Regions from separate parts of the Mus musculus genome. Here all the other regions are linked to region 6. The links are chromatin contacts, called in public promoter capture Hi-C maps. All regions are on one chromosome and are shown on one strand. Each heading gives the region's core, a stretch centred on a gene start, on an enhancer-like site or on the middle of the called end of the contact. The rest is flanking DNA. Distances are from core to core; before and after follow the strand shown.

Region 1 (3,327 bases), core at 402-2,901, 2.3 Mb after region 6:
GAACACCCCGCACGAACCACTGGATTAGTGACTGCCATGCTGCTAGAAGCAGAACTCGATTGCCACCGAGAGAGGCCCGGTGCCCCTGGAGCTTCTGCCCTCTGTACCTTCAGCAGGACTCCAGGTAAGAGCCATTGCAACCTACAAGTCTCCATGCCAGGCAGGAAAAAGAGAAGAGACAGAATGCAGAGGGGTGACCAGGAGGGAGTGACTGCGGAGAAAAAAAGTACAAGGTGACAGCAGGCAGGAGAACAGGAAAGCTACAGGGTCAACAGTGACCAGAAAGGCCTGGGGCTGGTCCTAGAGATTGAATGTCCCACAGCTTCCAGAACTGCTTTGGCTTGCAGCAAGAATCCCCAGGCCAAGTCTCCCGCTTGAACTCTGATTCCCCAAGGGCCATTTCACTGCCACGGACGTTGGGAAATAATGGAGGCATTGTTGGCGGCAAGCCAGATGCCCAACAGTGTGGAGCCGCCCCTTCCCTAGTCTAGCCATACATGGCCCCCGCCCCACTGCCCTCTGCAGCAGCTGACACTCAATGGCTCACATCTCAGCTCACCCAGCACCCATTTCACTCCAAGCTAGTGTTCCCTGACCTCGGAATAACAAGTACAGAGCAACATGAAGGGACGGCTGCAGGCACAGGGCTCTTTCCGAGGCAGCAGCTGTGCTGGGACCAAGTGGAGAATCTTGCGTTCTTTCATTCATCCTTCCCATTCTGGGGTCTGATCGGTCACAGTCCTAGGGATGGAGGCAGAACAGGACAAGAAGAGGAACCAGGAGGGTGGCAGCAACCTGCTGATTCTGCAAACACTTCTAGGGTGTCCCTAATTGTTACCAGGGCACTATACCCTGCTGGATTCTAGTTCCTACCAGGAACTGCATAGGTCTGGCGCTGTCTCCTGGCTGGGTAGTAGGAGCCCTCAGTGAGGGCTCATGCAAGGATAGGATGATGGGTTCTGGTGGGCTCACCTGTTCGAATGGGGATGAGATGTGGAAATCCAGGTGCAGGGATTGTTCTAAGGAATTGGGGTGGGGAAGTAAGGGTAGATCTCAGGGCTTCCGCAGCTCAACCCTTTTCTGGCCTAGAGTCTTGGTGTGTTCCCGCAGAGGACACCGGATCTGAGGTCCTAAGAATCGTTCCTTCTCGCTGTACTGGCTCCAGGAGGCACTTCTAGTGGTGGGGTCCAGAGTGTCAGAGTTGGGGGACCTTCAAATCGAGCTCCTCGTAGCTCTACTGTGGCTTCTTTGCCACCACGTTCCCTCGCGATGGCTATCAGGTTGCCCTTCTGCTGACCAGGTGTGGTCTCAATGCTGTCCAGCTCCGGTTCAGAGTCTAAACGTGAGCAAAGAGAACGCAGTTCCCTCCCTGCCGCTTCCCTCGGGACCTCAGCCTTCCGGGAGGCTTAGCGAACTTGCTTGGGGCAGGGGCGAGCATCTGTAGGAAGCCTTGAGTGGTTACTGCGCTGTCTCCGTCCTCGGGAAGTGCAAGCCAGACGGCTTCTAGGCACCTCGGTTCCGGCTGAAAGGTGCACAGTCTCCAGTGGCCTCCAGTGGCCCCGGGAGCGTCTCTGCGACCCCCGGCCCAGCCCCGCCCCGCGGCCCCGCCCCCCACCGCTCCGCCCTCCGCGGGCCCGAGGCTTGGCGCCCAGAGGCCTCCCGTGGGCACAGCGCCCAGCAGCGACACGAGTCGCTCCGACGCCAGCTCGGAGTCCCTGCAACGGTGGCCTCGCCAGACCCAGGGGAAGTTCAGGGTCGGAGGGCGGCAGCACCAGGCACCTGGCCCCATGGAAGCTCGCGGGGAGCTGGACCCGTCCCGGGAATCCGCGGGCGGAGACCTGCTGCTGGCGTTGTTGGCGCGAAGGGCTGACCTGCGCCGAGGTGGGTGCCCGACGGAGAGGCTGCACTGAACAGGCCCAGATGTCCTCGGCTTTTTCTGGCCCTTGTGCGGAGGCCAGCAGAAGCCAAGGTATCTGGACAAGGGTGTGTCTGAGGGGCTCTGACATGGCTAAGCAAAGGCATCTCAAACCTCCAAAGTGTGTGGCCCTCCTGGTGCTGTGTTGTCCTGGCTTTGGGAGCCCTTGGTGATCCAGGAACGGTTTAGGAGACCTTTTGCAGCTCTGAGCTGGCTGAGGCCCCTGAGCTGGAGGGAGCATGTGAAGATGTTTCAGGACTCAGGAATCAGGGAGCAGGAGTTTCTCCTTAGGAACTGCCTTCACTCAGTTCCTTTCCCCCCATTTTCAGCGAGATCAGGTCTGGGTCATGCTGAACTCATCTCCCCTGAGTCGAGTCTTAGTGTCTGCACCGGCAGTTTACCACTAGGCTGGTGGTCAAGACGCGATTACAGGGAAAAGTGGAACTTGTCCGGGCCCCCAGTTTCTTGATCGTACCAGTCTTTTTGCAGGGCTTTGGTTCTGGGGAATAAAAGCGCTCTCCGTTTTCAAGCTGAGAGTATAACAGGATAGGAAAAGAGGAAGTTAGGCTGGCAGAAGGTCTGTCGAAGCAAGTGGGAAAAGGATTCTATGCAGACTGGGGGTATCGGATATGGCCTACTTGCTTATTTATTTATTTATTTATTTATTTATTTATTTTCCAATGGTTTATGGGATGGGTTACCCGCAGGAGCTGGGAGGAAGAGATGGGAGGGGGGATGAGAAAGGGAGGGAGGAAAGCTTGGTAAGCTAGGCTCCAGAGAGAGTTCTGTGAGGCTTGCTAGAGCACTGTTGGCTCCCGAGGCTCCACTGGGCCCTCCAACTCTGTGTAGGAAACTGTACTGAGACTGGAGTTCACCATGCCACGTAAGCAAGAGGAGATCGAGGGTGGCTTCACTGGGAGGCTTGACGGTGGCGACGGCTTTTGTAGGAAGCGGGTGTCCCCGTGTCCCTGCTGTGGGCTTCTTGGCCGAGGCGCTGTCCGTGCCTGGGTGCTGAATTTGCAGTGTTTGGCCTGTCTAGCCACCTCACTCTCTTCTGGGTATCCTTGTGGCCTTACGACGGCTCTGGTGGTGCTCTGGTACAGCTACAGTCGATCTCCACGTCCACACTTGGAGATGTGGTTTTGCTCAGGGTGGGACAGCATCCATCGCAGGCTTGTGCCCAGTGCTGGAGGGAGGTGGGGCAGTCCTTTTCTAATTCCTCCCACCAGTGGAGGCCAGCCTGAAGCTAGTTGTTTGCAGCTAGAGATGTAAAGACACTTGTGTGGGTATGAAGTGAGTGGGCCCTGGGTGCTGCACATGCATCTCCTTTTTCTAGTAACCTTTCCTAAATGGCGGGGATCTCCTTATCCCATGAACCAGTCTTATCCCACCAGCCCCTAAGACGAGATTAC
Region 2 (3,163 bases), core at 71-2,570, 2.0 Mb after region 6:
CTGCCCAGGGGCCACCACACCAGACAGTGCAGCCTGGGAGAGGCTGACTGGGTAGCACTACAAAGAATACATGGTTACCAAGTGCTGGTCACAGTGTCAGAAGCCACAGGGAGTTCTGACACAGCCTTCATGCATGGGAGTCCTGTGTGCTCTGTAGTGCAGCCTAGGCTATAACAGCTTTGTACCAGATGCTGACTACATAGGACTCCAGGGAACTGGGGATGATGTGCCCAACTTCCAAATAAACGAAGAGTCCCCAGGCAAAGTGGAGGTACCCATGTAATGGTGGGGGCACCCATAAACTCAGGAGTCACCATTTGCCCTGCCTGCCTCAGGCAGTCCCAGTTTGTGCCCATTGCCTTTGCATATGCATTAAAGTACGCCATTCAAGTCCTCAAACTACCCAGTGGCTCTCCTGATGCCCAGAGAGGTTTCAGTCAACAGAGCAGGGCATATGGGCACAGACTGGGCCTAAAACCGGAGTCTGTCACTCAGAGGCCAGGTTAGCTTGGCTGCATGATGCCAGCCAGTCTATAGCAGGCATCGAGTCCTGTCCCTACCTTAGGATGGAGTCAGAGATGGGAGCCAGCACAGCTGTCCCTTTAACATCTCTACCCTTGGGGGCCTGAGAGTGGAGACCTTGCATTTTATTATTTATTTATTTGTTTGTTTATTTATTTAGACGAGGCCTTGCTATTATTTAGCTCTAGCCATCCTAGGGTTGGGGTTGCTGCTTCTTTTTAGGGACTTAAAGTTGAGTCTACCATGTGTTCAGAAAGAGTTTGGAAACCTGGCTCTCTAAAGATAAATGTTAGCTTTACAGAGTGACCCACAGTGCCACGTCAGAGGACATGAAGCTGGCCCTCAGTTCTCCCGGCTATGCTTGCGTGTCTGAGCGCTGGCCAGCTCCACCACACTCCCTCCTTCCCTGCCTCTGGGTTCGCCACTGACCAGGCGGCTTCGCAGGGGCACCGCCTTCTCACGCTCTCTGGAGTACAGGTGAGGGAGCCAGGCCTGGTCACTTCCCCGATGACAGCACCCACCTTTTCCGGAGAGCCTCTGCTCCGACAGACAGACCTGCTGACATCCCTGGTCTAAGTCCAGCGTTCCGCCGTGGGCTTTAGGCCGCGCCCTGCCGGGAGGAGTCGCAATGGAGTTTGAAGGACTTGGCCTCCAGGCTCTGGCTTCTCTCCTCTAGCAAAGGTTGGAGGGGAATGGGGGTGGTGGTGGTGAGAGTTCCTACTAGCACCAGGAAAGGCATTTGCTTAATCACGCGAACTGCGCCGGGCAGGCTCCAGCAAAGAGCCGTAGCCAAGCAACGGGTACAGCTCCGCGCACGCGCCTGTCCAGCCCGCAGAAGTCGACCGCCTAGCTACTCGAGCAGGGTGGCGCACGCGTAGTCGCCCCCGCCGGCAACCAAGAGAACCCAACGGAAAAATGGGGAGGGGGCAAGCGAGAGGGCCCGCTGGGGCTCTGGACTCAGCGGAACTTCTGGCTTTGGTTTTTCAAGACTGATTCTCCCCGGGGATCTGGATTGAAGAATCCTGTCCAGTCAAATCCTAGAACAGGAAGACTGTAGGACAGAACCAGCGTAACCAGGGCGACGTGAAGAGGCGGGGCCCGCGCTCCTGGCTCCGCAAGTGGGTGAGGGCGGGGCCACGGGGGTGGAGCTGTAAGTGACTGACGCAAGAGGGGCGGGCCTATGGGTGGGACGAAGAGATGAGGCGGCAAAAGACTGGAGACGAACGAAAGGCGGAGTCAAAAGGGACACTACGAAAGGCTCTTAAGGGGAATGGGCGGGGCAGCTCCTGGGGGGCGGAACAAAAGGATGAAGCAGTGCAAAACTGGACGGGAGAGGGGGCGGAGCCCAAGGGGGCGTGGTATGATTGACGCGCCGAAGACGTGTACGGAGCGCGGCCAAGAGGGCCGGGCAGGGGGGGCGGGGCAATGGGTGAAGCAGCGAAAGACTGGAAGAAGCAAGAGGAGGGGCAATTAAGGGGCGGGGCGCGCTGACGTCTCCTTCGGACACGTCGGCGGCGGCACCTGGAGCCGGATGTGCCAAGATGGCTGCGGCTGCTGCTGGGAACGCGCTAGTTCCCCCTACTGCCGCCGCCGTCGCCGGCTGGGTTTCAGTTCGCGGCGCCTGAGAAGCCAACCACAGCTCACAGGGTGAGGGCTGAGTGTATGGAGCACGGTGGAGGCCCGAGGGTGGGCGAGGCTGCGGAGGCCAAGCAGGCTCAGTGAGCATCGGGCCTAGCCCGGAGTGGCGAGCGCATTTAAAGAGACACAGTCAGGCCTGGGGAGAACGACAGTACCGGGCCGCCTGGTGCTGAGACACCGGACAGGTTACGGGCCGTGTCGCCTTGGTGGGTTGTCTAAGGGGCTCGTGGTTTCCCAGACCTGACGGGAGACAGATACCTGGTCAGGGCTTCGGGAACTGGTTGGCCGCTGGGGAAGGTGTGTTAACATGGCCAGACTGTGACACCTCCGAGGAAGCCCGCAACTCATTTAAAACGAAGAAAGTGCAGGAAATTGCCAAGCTTGACTTTTGCTGGGTTCTGAAGATATTTGATTCTCGTTGGCTCGAAGACTTCCTCAGAAGTTGATGATCATGGGACACATTTTCATTTGAAACAGGGAGTAGCAGCGTTTATTTGTAATCTCTTGGCCGGCGGAGCAGGATGTCGCAAGGGAGGTCGTGATTTGTTTTTTACCAAGGTGTAGAAAAATGTCGGCTTGGCTGTGGAGCGTCCTGTAGATAACTCTGGCTGTTGTGCTTACACAGGTTTTTAAATGGCATGTAGGATGGTCGCGCACTGAAGGAAAGATTTCCTTTCAAAAGTGTTGACTAGAGGCGTTTTCCATTCTGAGTTTGGCAGTAAGAAACAGCAGACTCACAGATTACTGTTCCTTCAGGTCCTTTTGCAAGGTGCAGCACAGTGCAGCTTCCTTACACGTTGTCCACGTTCCCTTCCTAGGGTTTCAGTGCTCATGTCTTGCAGATTTTGGTATCCCGTCTTGCTTTTATAAGCAAACATGAATGTCCATGTTTCCTGTGTGTCTTCCTCACATAGTGTATAGCTTTTTCTCTTCTGCAAATGCCTTCTTCAACATTTAAAGGGTTCCGGCTCAGATTTTGACTTAGAAGGGAGGTGTTTATCTT
Region 3 (3,130 bases), core at 443-2,942, 2.1 Mb after region 6:
CCATTTCAAGAAAATGTGTTGGGATGGCTCAATGGTTAAGATCATTGACTGCTCTTCCAGAGGTCCTGAGTTCAATCACCAACATGGTAGATCATAATGGAATCTGATGCCTTCTTCTGGCACACAGTGTACATGCAGACAGAGCACCCATACCTAAATAAATCTTTAAAAAAGAAAAAAAGGGGGGGGAGATATGTCATCTAGCCTGTACCCCTAGGCGAGGTCCCCATCTGGCCTGTATCTCTCAGGGAGGTCCCCAGAACCAGCATCTACCACAGCAGCAGCTCTCACTGGATAGGAGGCTTGTGTTTGGCATGGTGCTGAGACCCCATTGGGTCTTGTCTCTCCCTTTTTAAAAAAAAAAAAAAGCGTTTTACGTATGTGAGTACACTGTCACTCCCTTCAGACAAACCAGAAGAGGGAATCGGATCCCTTCCAGATGGTTGCTGGGAATTGAACTCAGGACCTCTGGAAGAGCAGTCAGTGCTCTTAACTGCCGGTTCATCTCTCCTTTTTCTTAGTCACTATTTCCATGACACCAGACTATACATCCTGGGCCCTTGGCTCTCCAGGATTTAGTTATTTTTTGTTTGTTTGTTTTGTTTTTGTTTTTCGAGACAAGGTTTCTCTGTGTAGCCCTGGCTGTCCTGGAACTCCCTCTGTAGACCAGGCTGGCCAGGATTTAGTTTTTACATGTGTTCATCCTCTGTGGGAAGCTTGCAGCTCATAGTAAAATGGTATGACCAGCCTAGTCCTAGTGATTGTACCAGCTGTCACTCCAGCTGATGGCCGTCACACATCCAGGGACGCGTGTTTGTCATGGCTCCTTCTAACCTCTGCACTGGGTTTCTCCATTCTGGAGAACTTGGGGTTTCTTCAGCTATCTGTGCTATTGACTTCCACTTCAGTTTTATGAGCAAAAGTTTCATGTTATTAACACTTTTAAGAAGCCACCACTGTGGAGGCCTTGTGACCTCCTTCCTGGAGTGACTGCAAAGCCATGGATGGACTCCCTTGCCGTCCTGGAAACCCAGCAAGCCACAATCCCTAGCAGTGTGGCCCCCCAAGGCCAAAGAGGACTCCTGACTGCTGCTTTTGGAAGTATTTTCAAGGCCACTGTCCCCATAGGAGCAAGCAGAGGGCCAGTAAGCTACAGAAGGGGCCAGCTGGGGCTCTGCATAAGTGTCCCACCCTTCCTTCCCATACAGCACTGGAAGCTTTTGCCTCAACTCATCTTGTAGGCTAGACAGCAGCGCCTGTCTAACAGCTACACTGGCTGGGCAGGGCTAGCAGGTCCCCACGCCCACCTCAGGCTGACTCTTGAAGGGCCACCCTGAAGGAGAGGCTGTGGCACGCAATCCATAGAGGACTATAGCTGCCTACAGCTTGTAGATTTTGACCAAGCTTTGTCCCACTGCACCTACCCTGCACCACTGTCCTTAGACGGCAGATGAGGATATGAGGCAGGGCCATGTTAGAAAAGCAACTTTCAGAAGCCTGGATCCAGGAGGACCTTGGACTGCCCATCCAGTTCAGATGAGCAGGCAGGGAGGGCTCCTCTGCTCCCAGAGTACTTCTACTTCCCTCTGTTCTGTTCCTGGATGGGCCAATCAGAAGGTAGACTGTCCCCTGCGGGAGGACTGGCTGGCTTGTGGCGTCAACCAGAACACATCAATCAGGAAGTGCACAGCCTCCTTCATGGCTCCACCCTTCTCCAGTTAGGGAACCCCTCCACACTCCCAGAGACCCAGGCTCCTGGTATGTCCATAACCCAGACAGCATCTGCTGGCAGGTAGCTCTCACAAGACCCTGAGGTAAGTTCAGTACCCTTCCAGGAAGGTGGGTGGAAGCCTGTGGTGACTGCTGGGGATCCTGGAGCGCGTAAGTACCTACAGGCAGGTGGCATCCTCCATCCTCACGCCTTCATTTGATTAATCCTTGTACACTGCAGCATAGTCCTCCAGTGCTGGACCATGTGGCTGTGGGGCTGCAATGGCAGGCCATAGGCCCAAGGTTTAGAGAAATGTCTGTCCACTGGGTCAACCAGAAAGCAGCAGGAAGCCAAGAGATGCCTCTGAAGAAGAGGCCTGCCATGGCCGTGTCTCTAACTGGAGGTGCAGCTCCGCTGGGGTTAGGGACTGAGCCAGGGGCGCTCTATGGCCACCTTAACTCAGCCCTAAAATCATTGAAGCCATTCACTGAGGCTACACTTGTCCACATGAGTAACCCCCTACATACAACTGGCCTGGTTGATTCCCATCATGTGGCCAAAGGCCAGGGCTCATCTAGCGGCAGAAAAGCAAACTGGAGGGAAGCCACAGCAGATGTCTGTAGACTGTGGATGACATTGCCTGCCCTTCCAGTATACTCCAGCCTAGCAGGAAGGCAGACATGCTCCTGCGGCCAACCCTCCCAGCCCTCCCGGAATAGCACCGTGCCACAGGCTGTTGCATCACCAGCTGGCTACAACGGAAGGCCTGAAGGGCACGGGGCTGTCAGGGAAGGAGGAAGTCAGACATAGGCCTGGCCCCCTGCACAGTGAGAAAGCCTCCAGCCAACCTGACCCTCTTAGTCCCAATCTGGAGACTGGCCAGCAAGGGTCCATGCCACCCAAGAAGGTACTATGTAGGATGGCCACTAGAGGCAAAAGCTCCTACCTCCAGGGCATGCCAGAGCACTTTTGGGTAGGGGCAGAAGCTAGAGCAGGGCTGTTGTACAAAGAGTATTCTCTTAGACCCCAACCGGTCACTTCCCTACATATCCATATGAGAAAGCCTGAGATGACAGGGGCCGGGCAGCTGCTTGGGGGTGCTCAGTTTGACAGGTGGTCTGAGGTGGCTTGTCTATGGACCTCTGCTTCCCCTCAGAAACTGTCCATGAGGCTGAGGAGATAGGGCTGAGCCCTGAAATTTCCCTAGAACGGATCCCTTCTGACCCTGCCCAAAGCCCTGCCCTGACACTCAGGCCTGGGTCCTATCCTAGGCTGACAGGGAACAGAAGGTGGGCACTTCCTCAGCTGCTCTCCCCAATTATAACCGCAGCCTACAGAGGACATGTCAGACTATGAGAATGACGACGAGTGCTGGAGCACCCTGGAGAGCTTCCGGGTGAAGCTCATCTCTGTCATTGA
Region 4 (3,081 bases), core at 52-2,551, 2.1 Mb after region 6:
CTCACCTGAGAAATGGTGCAAACCAACCAGGGATCCTTAGGCTACTGAGAAGGCTGTCTGCTTACCTGGAGAGGACTGACTGCTGGGATGTCTGGCCTAAGAGGAGCCTCAAACTGCACTGGGCAACTGTGCCTTGTCCTGTGAACTGGGGAGTACATGCCAGCTCCTCAAAGGGTCACCAGATGGCAGCGGCTCCCAGGCTGGGGAGGAAGTGGTTACAAGGGCATGTCTCTCCAACATTTCCAGCCTCACTCCATTTTCTGTGGCCTCATTAGTGCTGGGTGCGTTTTTTTTTTGCTCCGAGCTTTCCGTCATGGCTCAGTCACTGGGGAGAGCCCCAGGGAGCTGATATTCTGAAGCTGCTGATCTGATTAACCAGGTCAAAAACTGGCTGTGTGCTGCAACGTACTGCCCTCCTAGCCAGGAGTCTGTATGGAGCCCTCTAGCTGACTCAATGTCACCTGCAGACAGCACTTAAAGCCTTGGTGGTATCTTGGAGTGGCTTACGGTGTCCTAGCGCACACTCTGGAACCTTGCATCTCTACCCCAAAGCCCACCAGGGACCTTCAGCAGCGACTCACTGGCTCACCCATATCACTTCAAGGAGCTGCCACCACATAAGAGTCAAAGCTTTAAGGCTTCACTGACTGTTCCTAAAACTATCCTTACACTCTAAAGAGGAAGGGAAAGAGAGTTAAATATTTAAAAATCAGCAGGTAGAAAACATAAATGGTTTGTTTGGTATTAAATTTAGAAATTGTAGAACATGGAATTAGTACAGCCCTTCCCGGTTTTCTGGTTCCTTGCATCATCTAGGAAAGACTCACAGAATGGCTTCCAGGACGTTCCATAGATGAGTGTACTTGGACCCTCCTGTTCCTGTCATTAAGAAAGGCCTGTCCCTGTGGGTCAGTAGCAACTTGTGTCCTTGCTGGGACCAGGCAGGACCCTTGCCTCTGGTTCAACCCTGCCCAGGCTCTGTGTTGACTGCCAACCACTTTGGATTCAAGAAGCTTCCTCCCTGGGAGCTGCTATTTTTCCAAAATTCACATTGTTAAATAAAATATTTTGGGCTCTCAAGTAACTTAATTTATGGCTTCCTTTGTGTTTTGAGGGGCAGACCAGCGAGATCTTTAGTGTTGGTAGAGCCTTGGGCAGCTATTGGGTGTGACTGCCTGTGCCTGGTCCTGCCGCGGCTTGGCAGGGCGGGAGCTCGTGTCGGGCGTGGCTTCCAGGCACCGGGCTGTGGTCCTCCGGCCGCGAGAGGGCGCTGTGGCGGCGATAGGGTCTTGGGCCGGGCAGTTCTCCGGAAGACTACAGAACGGAACCTGAGCCAGGGTGACCACTAGACTGAGCTGGGGCGAACCCTGGGCGGGGGCGGGGGCCGAGGCACGGGGCCGCAGTCGTTGTTCCAGCTGCCACCGTGACTGGCCTAGGTCCGCCTCCGCCAGCGCTGGGCCCGGCTGAATCAGACCTCGGGCGTCCGGCGGCGGGTCTGCTGCCGAACGGAGGGCGCAGGTGAGCCTAGGACGCTGAGCGCGCTGCCCTACTCTGCCTCGGCGGGGTGGAGGGCTGGCCGGGGGTGCTGGACAGACTTGTGCAGCTCCGTGAAGTGCAGCCCCGACCCCCTGGCGCCTGTTCTCACGAAGTCGCTTTTAAGACTAGCGAGCTGACTTCGGGGAGCCAAGAGATTTTTCTGCGTTTCCTCAGGCATCGGTGAGAACTCTCAAGTCTCCAGCCATGCAGCTACAGGCCCTCCTCCAAAAGGACCGCCCCATGCCACAAAGGGAGCCACTCGAGTTTTCATGGCATCGAGCTGGCGAACTCTGACGTGCATCCTTGACAACAAGAGTTGCTTGTTAACCTCCCAGGGAGGATCCCTTTCCTTAGGAGGGCCAGGCTGAGGGGGTCAGGGCTGGCCAGGTCTGGACTATGCCATCCAAGTCAGCTTGCCTGCGTCACACTGAGGCACCTGGGCAGCTAGAAGGCAGAATGCTCCAGGGACAGCCTCCGAACACGGAAAAGAAGCTCATCCCAACACCAGGCTTCTTACCAGCCTCTGACTCTCAGGGTTCAGAGACAAACCCCATGCCTCCTTTCAGCATTCCAGCAAAAACAAGCAACCAGAACCCACAAACTAAGGCAAATCTCATCACCCCACAGCCACCCATTAGACCCAAGTTGGAGCGAACCCTGTCCCTCGATGACAAGGGCTGGAGAAGGAGGCGTTTCCGGGGTAGTCAGGAGGATCTGACTGTCCAGAATGGGGCCAGTCCCTGCAGGGGCTCCTTGCAAGACTCAGTAGCCCAGTCCCCTGCCTACAGCCGTCCCCTGCCCTGCCTCAGCACATCCTTGCAGGAGATACCTAAGTCCCGAAGGGCCACAGGCAGTGAGGGAGGGAGCCCATCCTTGTGGAGTGACTGTCTTTCTGGAATGATCAGCACCTCCTTGGACCTCCTGCACAGAGATGCTGCCTCAGGTGGGCCCCCCTCCAGGTTGGCAAGTTTGCATGCCTCACACACACCACCAGCTATGGACCTCAGCATAGCCTCCAGCTCCCTGAGAACAGCAAACAAGGTTGACCCCGAGCACACGGACTACAAGCTCCGCATGCAGACCAGACTGGTCAGGGCCCACAGCAACCTGGGCCCTAGCAGACCCCGGAGCCCCTTGGCTGGTGACGATCACTCCATTCACTCAGCCAGATCTTTCAGCCTTCTGGCCCCCATCCGCACCAAGGACATCAGAAGCAGGTAGGGCTTTCAGGGGGGAGGGGGAGGGAGCTCTGGGGCTGTCATCAGAGGCCCTCATCTCATCAGGCCAAGAGCAAACTGAGCCAGGCATGGTGGCTCTTGCTAGTAATCCCAGATCTTAAAAGACTTGAGGTTGGATCATCACAAGTTCAAGGCCAGTCTGGGCTATCGTGAGCCACCATCTACATAAATAGATATAAAAGAACTAGCTACCCAGGGGCTATGTGAATGGATCCGAATAGAGAATGCCTAAGACTTGGAAATGGAAAATAAGACAGATCACCCATCCTCTCTCAGAAATCATGCCTTTCTCCTTCTGTCTATGTCC
Region 5 (3,069 bases), core at 138-2,637, 2.9 Mb after region 6:
ACTGCTGTGCCCTCCTTCTCCTCCTCACTGCTGTGCCCTCCTCCTCCTCACTGCTGTGCTTACCTCCCCCATAGCTTTAACTCTATCCAGAAGAAGATGAAGAACATGCTAGAAGAGGAAGAAGCAAGACTCAAGCAGGCCCAAAACAACATGAATAAGGGCCAGCAGCTGCTGCTGGTCATCCAGACAGGTATTGACAACCTCTACATCCGGCTCATCGGCATCACCTTGCCAACCTTCCAGGTATCAGCCCCCGGGGAGGAGATGCTGTGTACAGGGTCCCTGTGTGGGACCACAGGAAAACCAGCTGCTCCTCTGACCCACAGAAAGAAATAGCAGTCTCTAACACTCTTGATGTGTACGGCAAGCTGGATTATTGTGAGGGAAAGCTTATCTACCTGGCTGAGCGCATGCAAACGTTGTCCAGAAATGAGGAGGTAACCCTGGGCCATGGAGGGGTCCCCACAAAGCCCATGTGCTCTCCAAGATGATAATGGGTGCTGCCCTGCAGGTTGACACAAAGGTGAGGGACACCTTGGAGTCATCAACTCTAAAAGAGAAACATAATACCAGAATTACCTTTGAGGACCCAGAGGAGGACATGATAGGTGAGGCTCTACATGCCGGCCACAGGAAGATGGAGAAGGACGACAAGAACAATAGCTGCAACTAGATAGGGTCTGAACTCAAGACAAGAGATGGCATACATGGTGACTGGGCGCTGAAGGGAAAGGTTTTAATCGATAGACGTTACAGAGGTTTCTTTTTCTGAGACAAAAGGGACGTATATCATGGGATGGGCCAGAAGGGAGCCCAGACCGAACTTTTAGAAGAATTTCTGCTACAGAGGCAAGGTGGGGTGAAAGGATAAGGACAGCTAGTGTGGATAATCTTGGCAAATCCTAGTTGTCTGGCACCTGGCCTTAGGTGACTTAGGGCAGGGGTCTCCAGTCATTGATACATGTCTGAAATGAGCTCCCGGCAGGAGATGGCCTATGGCAGCAAACGCCAACAGGTAGAGGTGGGAGGCTTCTGGAAAGAGGGTGGCAGCCACTCCTTTTCTTGCCTGTTCAGAAACCTTCCAGTTTGCGGATGTGGACCATAGTTACGTCCCTTCGCGGGCGGAGATAAAGAAACAGGCCCAACAGCTGATCGAGGCGAAGCTCAAGGGAGCCAAAAAGAAGAAAAAGTAAACCTGTCTGGGCTGTAGTACAGAAATAAACATTTTTCCAGAACTACACTAGAGGAAGGAGAAACCTCGGGACTCTTGAGGACCGGGAAGCTGATCGTTGGACCAGAGGGGGTTGGTGGCGGCGAGGTGGAGATGCTAGAAAAGGGCGGGACCTAGTGCGCTCTCTGCGCATGCGGCGGCTACGTGTCCCTTTTAGCGTCCCGTAGCCGCGCCGGCGCCAAGATGGCGGCGCTGACGGGTGCCTGGCTGCCGCGCCGAGGGCCGTGGAAGCCGGAGCGGAGCCACAGAGGCTGAGGCCCCAGAACCTCGCTCGAGGCCGCGCCCGCTCCGGCCTCGGGGGAAGCCTGGGCCGGCCGGACATGGTGCGGGGTGCGCTGTGCTGCTGCCGCTGCTGAGCTCGCAGGCCAGCCCGGCTCGCACGTCCAGCAGGAACATGTTCTCCGCGTTGAAGAAGCTGGTGGGGTCGGAGCAGGCCCCAGGCCGGGACAAGAACATCCCCGCCGGGCTGCAGTCCATGAACCAGGCGCTGCAGAGGCGCTTCGCTAAGGGGGTTCAGTATAACAGTGAGTGCGGGCCGCGCCGTCGGGCAGGCCGGGGCGGCTGGCAGGGCCCGGGGCGGCCACCCAGCCTACTAGGGTCTGGAAGAATCAGAGGGTAGGGGCGGACGGGTCCCTGGGTTCTGAGTAGTGGTCGTTCCTTGAGGGACATCACCTGACAGGAGACCTCCAGAGAACAGCTGTGCGGCGACACTAGCGGAGCAGCGGTGGAGGACCCTGATTGGCGCGGGTACCCTGCGGAGAGAGACCATTACATAACCCGAGGGTGCGCGCGCGGGGCTGCGTGTGCCTGCCTCCTCTCCGCCCCCCGCGCCTGCTCTCACTTGAGGCTCCTGAAAGTCGGAGGCTCCTGAAAGTCGGTCGCCTGTGGGCCTTGAGCCTTGATTTTGTTTTTTTGTTTTTTGTTTTGTAAGGGATATGCTTTTTTTTTTTTTTTAATTTCAAGAGGCTCTTAACTCTGCATCCCTGACCCCACAAGAAGAAAAGTCCGCTCTGCCCTTCGTTATAAATTATGTATGTTGTGCAGCGAGAAGCACACGGTTCTCTTGACCTCTTTAGAGTTTTTCCATTTGCAGGTTGAACAATCAAAAGATTCTTGGGCAATGTCGTGGTCTGATATTGTTTACTTCTAAACTATTTCTATACTGCAACATTTTTGAAGCGCGTGCGCGCACACATACATGCACTGGCACATACACACAGTTCACTGTAAGCTGTGCCTCACAGGGTCAGTGATATTTAGGTAATAATGTAACATTATGAAACTTACTAGGAGGATTTTTTGTGCAAATTTAGAAGCAAACAGTGTATGTGTGTTAACTTGGAAGTTTGTATTTCTCTTGACTGAGGAAGAGAATTGAGTCAAATATTCAGTGGTTTGTGTTCTTTGGAATCTATGTTTGGATTCTTTCGTTATTTTTATATAGTATTAATTTGCAGCCCAATTCTAGAAATTAGGCCTGAACTAGGAGCTTCTTGCTTTCTAAACTTACTACCCACTGGACCCACGCCCTGGGGTTCTAAAGAGGAGGGGTCTAGAAGAGCTGAAGTCTTCCATATTTTCCAAGATGCCTTACTTAAAGGAACAAACCTGCAATATAATAAATACAGATTCGGGATTCTTGTAAGAGTCTCCACATTTTGAATTGTCTGTTGCAGAATGCTGTCTGGGTGGCTCGGGAAGGCAGCACAACAATCTTTTGCAATATGTCAGGAGAATGAATAACTGAGGCAGGGAAAGCTGGACGAGCCTTTAATCCCATCACTTGGGAAGCAGGGGCAGCTGGGTCCTTTTTGGACCCTAATGGAATCCAGGACAGC
Region 6 (3,266 bases), core at 270-2,769:
AAGTGAGAGAACTGACGATTCCGGCTCACAAACAGAATGATGCCCTTGCGGTAGGCCACGTGCGCGGTGAAGTTCAAAGCCAGTTGGAGATTCAAGGCTGTCTGATCCAGATCGATGATATCTTGGCCCAGGCGGTTCCCAAAGATGTACGGCTCCATAAACCTGCCAAAAAACCCCCAGGGTAAACGGACCCGTGTGCGTGGAGCTGCCCTGCCCCTTCCACAGCCACCTACCTACCAGCCACCCAGGCTCTTACATTTACCAACTCCCACTACTCCTGCCTAGGGAGTGATGGGCTGGGGACACAGGTGTGGACTTGCGCACAGACAATCAGGTTTGTGGCTCAACCTGTCCCACCTTCTCCCTGTGGAGATTTGAGAACCAACTGCAGATAAACATGAACCCAACCAAGGTGCTCTGCCCAGTTTAACTCTCTAGGGCCACTTCTGTTCTATACAGCAGGTCCTCTCCACCGGGCTCCCCCGCCTGCCATGACCCTCAGTTTTCACCCTGTCTGTGAACCAGCATCAATACTAGCACTGCACTTGGTGTTGCCGCAGACACCCCCACCCTGCCCCCACTTCCAACCCTGACCCAACTCCACCACTCTGCCCACACGGCCTGTGCCAACTACCTATGGCGGCAACCAGCTTTATGTCCCAGGTGTACTCGGGCCTCGAAGAGGCTCTTCACAGAAAACAGCTCCTTGACATTGAAGAAATCCGAATGCTGTAATGGCGTATCTAGGATCCTGCTCTGGAAATCTGAAAAAGAGAGTAAGGGCAGACACTGTGGCCCATCACCAACCAACCAAAGACTCACCAGTCTCCTGGGAGTGGGAAACTCAAAGCTGTGAGGAAACGCCAGGAAAGATCTGGAAGACACAGGGGCATTTTTGCAACACCGAGGGACTAGTGTCAAGGTCTAAAGTGACTGTGTGCGGGGAAAACCTGGCCAAGTCCTCTTCCCTTAATCTCCACAGATGTAAGAGGAAAACGAACCAGGGGCCTCGTTGACTTCGGGTGCCTTAAACGCCCCTCCAGAAGACCAGCAAGATGGACAGATACAAAAGTAAGTCTTCACGGGTTTCGAGAGCTACCAGGCCACAGGGGTTCTATCTCCCTCCCACCACACTTAGATTGGTACTGGGTTCCTTTGGGGACCCTGCAATGACAACCTCTCCACGATTCCGCGCCCCGGCCCAGCTCCACCCGCTGATCTTTACCGTCGCCATCCTGGGGCTCGCTGACTGCGGGGACCGGGGCTCCCGTGACCTTCCTACCATTCTGCTCCGCAGGGCCCGGGATCGCCTTCTGCAGGAAACCTGGCCAGCGCCGCACACCTGCGGGGAAAGAGCCGGTGGGGGCGCGTCCAACCCTCGTCCCTGTCCTCCCCTCTCGGATCCCCGGGTTCCCCCCATCTCCGAGATTCACCGCGCTCACCTGCACACAGCAGCCGGGTCAGCACGGCCGGAGCGGGCGCCATGGCGGGCGCGTGGACAGAGATCCTGCAGAGACTCTTCCTGCCCGGCAGAGCGCCTCCTCCTCTGAGCGCGCGGGGTCGCAGCGCCGCTTGCTGGCCCGGAGGACCCTCTCCGCTGTGCACCGCTCGCTGCGCCCGCATCCTTGTAAATGGGCGAGTTGGCACTGTGACCAGTGGTCTGCACTCAGCTGGGACGTGGGGCTGAGCTAGAATGAGCGACCTCTCACCCACAGCTCGTTCCTCTCGATAAAATTACAGCATCCTCTGGAGGAGGCGACCCTCTTGTTCAAATTGGTTTTTAGAGGTTGTTTTTAGGGTTGCTGTTTTTTTTTGTTGTTGTTTTTGTTTTTGTTTTTGTTTTGTTTTGTTTTGTTTTTCCTGAGACCCGGTTTCTCCGTAGCCTTGAGCCTTGACTGTCATGGTATTCGCTATGTAGACCAGGTTGGCTTGAACTCAGAGAGCAACCCGCCTCTGCCTCTGGAGAGCTGAGATTGAAGGCATGCCCTACCACCGCCCCGTTTATTGTTTGTTTTATAAGTGCATTAAAAAAAACTATTTATTTTATGTATATGAATACACTGTGACTATCTTCAGACACACCAGAAGAGGGCATCAGATCCCATTACAGATGGTCGTGAGCCACCATGTGGTTGCTGGAAATTGAACTCAGGACCTGTGGAAGAGCAGTCAGTGCTCTTAACTGCTGAGTCGTCGCTCCAGCATGCATTTTTTTTATTTTTTAACATTTGTTTTAGTTTTACTTATTTTTTGCCTACATGTATGTATGTGTACCTTGTGAGTGCCTTGTCCCTGTGGAGAGCAGGTGTCTGACCTCCAGGAACTAGAGTTAAAAGTGTTTATGAGTCACCTTGTAGGCTCTGGGAGTTGAATCCAGGTTCCCTACAAGAGCAATGAATGCCCTAAATTGCTGAGCCATCTCTCCATCCCCAAATTACATTAAACTATGACGACAACAACGATGACATTGACAATGATGACGACGACGATGACAGCAACAACAACAACAACAATCTCCCTGACTGGCCAGACATTCATAGAGATCTGACTGCCTCTGTCCCCTGGGTGTTGGAATTATTGGTGCACACCACCACACTGTGCCCTAAGTAATTTTTTATTGTTTGTTTTAAAATTACTATTTATTTTTATTATTGTTGTTAAGACAGGGTTTCACTATATACTCCTGACTGGTCTAGTACTCTCTTTTTAAATCAGGCTGGCCTCGAACTCAGAGATCTGCCTCCTGGCATTGCGCTAGCACGTCATTAATGCTGAACTATGTGCATGGTTCACAAGATCATTTTTTATATTTCACCAATATATGGCCTAGGATTCCCTAAATTTAGCAGCACCTCACATCTAGATTTAGGCTGAGTTGTGGGGGTATTGGGTGATAGAGGCCATGGCCAGGACAGTAAACGACAGACTTGTACTTGCTCAGGCAGAGATTGGAAGCACCTAATTCCTGCCTATTGGCTGGTGAAATCCCAGGTTCTAAGGTTTCATTCGTCCAGGATCTGCCTCCTAGTGCATTTTGGGACGATACAAGGATGTTCCCACAGTCCCAGAAAAAGGTCAGCGGATCTCCCTGAGGAGCAGCGTGTGGAAGCTTGGAATTCCTTGTTTAGAACTTACGGTCTCCTTTGTTATTCGCCCTCGGGAAGATTCTAGACTTGCCTACAGCTAGCTGCTAGCCAAAGCAACCTACAAAAGACCGCCCCACCTCCTGATCAGGTGACTTCATTGCCTAGCAACAGGACGCCTTG
Region 7 (3,214 bases), core at 536-3,035, 2.1 Mb after region 6:
ATCCCAACATATCACAGAGCCACTACATCAACATGCCGGATGAGCCACATCCTAGCTTCACACTAAGGCTGGGTGGATGGACGCCTAGCAACTAAACCACTGGGCCCTTTAACTCACAGCTTTTTAGAAGCTGTCCCCACCCCCAGAGCAGATCGCAGTGCAAGGTGGCGGGACACAAAGGAAGACCAGGCTAGTGTTCCCTCTGCTCACAAGGCTTGAGTCAGAGCTGCCATCAAGAGGAACCGTCAGCCTTTCTCCACCACTGCAAGTGAACCGGATGAGAGCTGCACAACTACACTACTCTCAATTTACGTATGAAGTGTTCCTAAAGTTGTACAAGCACCATAGAGCATGGTGGTACATGCCTTTATTCAGAGTACCAGGAACAAAGACGATCCCAGTTCTCAATCAGTCTGTTCTACATAGACTGTCTCAAGAAACAACAGTACCCCAGGGAAATTTGCCTGATAGTTCTTACCAGGCTTGCCCCACACAAGTTCCTACACCAGGAACCTACAGGTTTCCTTTAATGCCCCAGACTCCCTCTGGCCAAACCCAACTCTGGGCCAGACTTGATATGACTCTTATTTTCTTTTTTGAGACAGTGTCTATATAGTTCTGAAACTTGCTTTGTTGTATATCAGGCTGGATTTGAACTCACAGAGTTACACCTACCTCTGCTTCCTGAATGTTGGATTAAAGGGATGCACTATTACTCTTTGATTTCATGATTCTGTACCCACTCCAGTAGTGTTGCAGGTGACTTCTAGCTTGTAGTCAGTTCTCCATAAGACCAAGGCCCTTCCCAGGTCCCACAAACTGGCCAGTCGCCAGGCTTGGTTTTCACCAGCCTTGAGCCTCAAGCCACTGCCATGCTTCTCCTACTCACAGGCATTATTAGGCACTAGGAGGACCCAGCTGCCTAGGGAGAGTAGAATTAAGGAAGCTGTTAAGAATTAATAATGGAGAGAAAGTACCCAAGGAGCTAAAGGGATCTGCAACCCTATAGGTGGAACAACATTATGAACTAACCAGTACCCCGGAGCTCTTGACTCTAGCTGCATATGTATCAAAAGATGGCCTAGTCGGCCATCACTGGAAAGAGAGGCCCATTGGACTTGCAAACTTTATATGCCCCAGTACAGGGGAACGCCAGGGCCAAAAAGGGGGAGTGGGTGGGTAGGGGAGTGGGGGGGAGTGTATTGGGGACTTTTTGGATAGTATTGGAAATGTAAATGAGGAAAATACCTAATTAAAAAAAAAAAGAATTAATAATGGGCCGGGCATGGTGGCTCACGCCTTTAATCCCAGCACTGGAGAGGCAGAGGCAGGCAGATCTCTGAGTTCAAGGCCAGCCTGGTCTACAAAGTGAGTTCCAGGACAGCCTGGGCTATACAGAGAAACCCTGTCTCGAAAAAACAAACAAACAAAAAATTAATAATGGATAATTATTGGTATTTTGTTTCATAAGAGTGAGACCGACCCCCCCCTCCCCGCCCTCCCGCCCCCCCCCCCCCACTACTTAGCCAGCAGCTCTGTGATGTGTTGGCCAGGCAGAATAATCCTTAGTGAATGAATGTCCATTTCTGGCGGTCCCAGGTTGTGGGCTCCGAGGACGACACACACGGGAAAGTACTTAACGACACACTGATCATTCATCCAAACCCAGAACACCAGGAGCTAAGTACACAGCCCAGGGAACCTGGAGAAAGATGAACGCCTCGCTAGGGCCCCGCCCCCCAGCACACCTCCTAGCATGCCCTGCGCCGCAGCCTGGGTGGGACTTCCGGTGCAAGCCTACTGACTTCCGCGACTGCTAGAAGCATGATCTGCGTGTGGTCGCCCGGGCGATGATGCCAGCTGTGAAGTTTGGAAGGGATGCCTAGAAGGTGAGGATTGGCGGGCGGCAGGTAGCAGGCGTTGTGTCCAGGAGGGGCAGGGCAGCCAGCACGGGGAAACCGAGGCGTGGCGTGGCCGCGACATTGCTGGAGTGGAGAGCCCGCGTCCGGAGCCCAGCCGAGGTCCCCTAGCTGGTGAGATGCAGGACCGGATTTGCTCCGTGCTGTGCTCCGAACCGCTGCTCTAACCGGTTGCATGCGCTGCAGCACCACCGGCCACCCCTGGCTTATCGAATCCAGCCACTAAGGGTGCATTGGACCCCAACTGCCTTGCCCGGTTAGGCCTTAGAAGGGACAGGCAGCAAAGTGTCTCTGATGTCATTAAAGGCGGACCGTGGCTCCCAGCTCAGGACTTGAAAACGTGACTTTTTCTTCCTTTATGTGGGCGATGCTGTGGGAGGAGATGGAATTGCTGCTGCCTCAAAACACGTTACTCTTTCGTTGGTGGCCAAGCATCCAGTGGCAATGATTATTGCTACATCTGTAGATCCCGCTGTTTCTAGCCAAGTTGGTTGACAAACGTTCCCTGTATAAGTAATTGGAATGTCGTTGAAGGGGATTTTGTTTTGTTTTGTTGTAGTCAGTTAAGACTGCTGTCAACAACTTAGTAGGAAGAAATCAAACAGGATGTTTTTCTTCATTTCTGGCTCTGGGTGTGAAAATGTGTTTGATAATTTTGTTTGAAACAGTATCTCACTAATGGTTTGAAATGCAGAGATCCACTTAGTTATGCCCCCCAAGTGCTGGGATTTAAATTATGTGCCATCACACTCAGCTCTTTGTTTCTTTATTTTGGTTTTTGGTTTTTTGGGTTTTTTTTTTTTTTTTTTTTTTTGGGCGGGGGGGGGGGGGGTGGATTTTCCGAGACAGGGTTTCTCTGTATAGCCCTGGTTGTCCTGGAACTCACTTTGCAGACCAGGCGGGCCTCGAACTCAGAAATCCGCCTGCCTCTGCCTCCCAAGTGCTGGGATTAAAGGCCTTTGCCACCACGCCCGGCTCTTTATTTTGTTTTTGAAGACAGTTTCTTTTAGAGCTCTGGCTGACCTGGAACTCACTCTGTAGACCAAGCTGGCCTCAAACTCAGAGATCCCCCTGCCTCTGCCTCCTGATTCCTGGGATTAAAGACGTGTGTCACTATACCCGACTTCTACACCCAGCTTTTTACAGTTATTATACTTGTTTATTTCCTTGTGTGTAGGTAGATGTGCCATAGTGGGGGAGGTCTGAGGGAAAGCTGGAGTAGGGTCTCTTCACCATTGATTACTGGTCCTGAATTCAGGTCCTTAGGCCTGGTAGCAAGTGCCTTTGTATGGTGT

Evidence for each region. Promoter capture Hi-C pulls out the DNA fragments that hold promoters and counts their contacts.
Region 1: a contact with region 6 is called in a promoter capture Hi-C map of liver, with 5 times the contacts expected there. The contact joins the promoter of Lhx3 here to the promoter of Mrps2 in region 6. A contact is called at or near these places in 2 of 39 promoter capture datasets (cranial neural crest and liver).
Region 2: a promoter capture Hi-C map of cranial neural crest shows a contact between it and region 6. The contact joins the promoter of 0610009E02Rik here to the promoter of Mrps2 in region 6. A contact is called at or near these places in 2 of 39 promoter capture datasets (cranial neural crest and liver).
Region 3: a contact with region 6 is called in a promoter capture Hi-C map of liver, with 3 times the contacts expected there. The contact joins the promoter of Card9 here to the promoter of Mrps2 in region 6. A contact is called at or near these places in 2 of 39 promoter capture datasets (frontonasal cranial neural crest and liver).
Region 4: a contact with region 6 is called in a promoter capture Hi-C map of pre-B cells, with 3 times the contacts expected there. The contact joins the promoter of Inpp5e here to the promoter of Mrps2 in region 6. A contact is called at or near these places in 4 of 39 promoter capture datasets (hippocampal neurons, liver and pre-B cells).
Region 5: a promoter capture Hi-C map of liver shows a contact between it and region 6, with 2.6 times the contacts expected there. The contact joins the promoter of Rabl6 here to the promoter of Mrps2 in region 6. A contact is called at or near these places in 2 of 39 promoter capture datasets (both in liver).
Region 7: a promoter capture Hi-C map of liver shows a contact between it and region 6, with 2.6 times the contacts expected there. The contact joins the promoter of Snapc4 here to the promoter of Mrps2 in region 6. A contact is called at or near these places in 5 of 39 promoter capture datasets (cranial neural crest, hippocampal neurons, liver and 1 more).

What each region holds. Positions count from the first base shown.
Region 1 is chr2:26,204,899-26,208,225 of GRCm38.p6, reverse strand. Lhx3 (LIM homeobox protein 3) reads left to right here and starts at 1,651. Exons shown (of 6, transcript NM_001039653.2): 1 at 1,651-1,881. The coding sequence starts at 1,788.
Region 2 is chr2:26,444,081-26,447,243 of GRCm38.p6, reverse strand. It overlaps 0610009E02Rik (RIKEN cDNA 0610009E02 gene), which reads right to left and starts at 1,320. Exons shown (of 3, transcript NR_152209.1): 1 at 1,044-1,320. Sec16a (SEC16 homolog A, endoplasmic reticulum export factor) reads left to right here and starts at 2,028. Exons shown (of 30, transcript NM_153125.2): 1 at 2,028-2,169.
Region 3 is chr2:26,359,471-26,362,600 of GRCm38.p6, reverse strand. Card9 (caspase recruitment domain family, member 9) reads left to right here and starts at 1,692. Exons shown (of 13, transcript NM_001037747.3): 1 at 1,692-1,814; 2 at 3,042-3,130. The coding sequence starts at 3,054. All of the region lies in intron 1 of Gm13562 (a long non-coding RNA gene), which reads right to left.
Region 4 is chr2:26,407,439-26,410,519 of GRCm38.p6, reverse strand. It overlaps Inpp5e (inositol polyphosphate-5-phosphatase E), which reads left to right and starts at 1,301. Exons shown (of 10, transcript NM_033134.3): 1 at 1,301-2,753. The coding sequence starts at 1,933. Sec16a (SEC16 homolog A, endoplasmic reticulum export factor) reads left to right here. Exons shown (of 30, transcript NM_153125.2): 30 at 1-1,089.
Region 5 is chr2:25,606,799-25,609,867 of GRCm38.p6, reverse strand. It overlaps Rabl6 (RAB, member RAS oncogene family-like 6), which reads left to right and starts at 1,387. Exons shown (of 15, transcript NM_001024616.2): 1 at 1,387-1,755. The coding sequence starts at 1,626. Ccdc183 (coiled-coil domain containing 183) reads left to right here. Exons shown (of 14, transcript NM_029859.1): 11 at 75-243; 12 at 327-437; 13 at 512-608; 14 at 1,075-1,239. The coding sequence ends at 1,193. Fcnaos (a long non-coding RNA gene) reads right to left here and starts at 538. Exons shown (of 8, transcript XR_003954003.1): 1 at 399-538.
Region 6 is chr2:28,466,319-28,469,584 of GRCm38.p6, reverse strand. Mrps2 (mitochondrial ribosomal protein S2) reads right to left here and starts at 1,519. Exons shown (of 4, transcript NM_080452.3): 1 at 1,443-1,519; 2 at 1,226-1,342; 3 at 635-764; 4 at 1-162. The coding sequence starts at 1,485. 1700007K13Rik (RIKEN cDNA 1700007K13 gene) reads left to right here and starts at 3,261. Exons shown (of 3, transcript NM_027040.1): 1 at 3,261-3,266.
Region 7 is chr2:26,379,224-26,382,437 of GRCm38.p6, reverse strand. Snapc4 (small nuclear RNA activating complex, polypeptide 4) reads left to right here and starts at 1,785. Exons shown (of 23, transcript NM_172339.4): 1 at 1,785-1,889.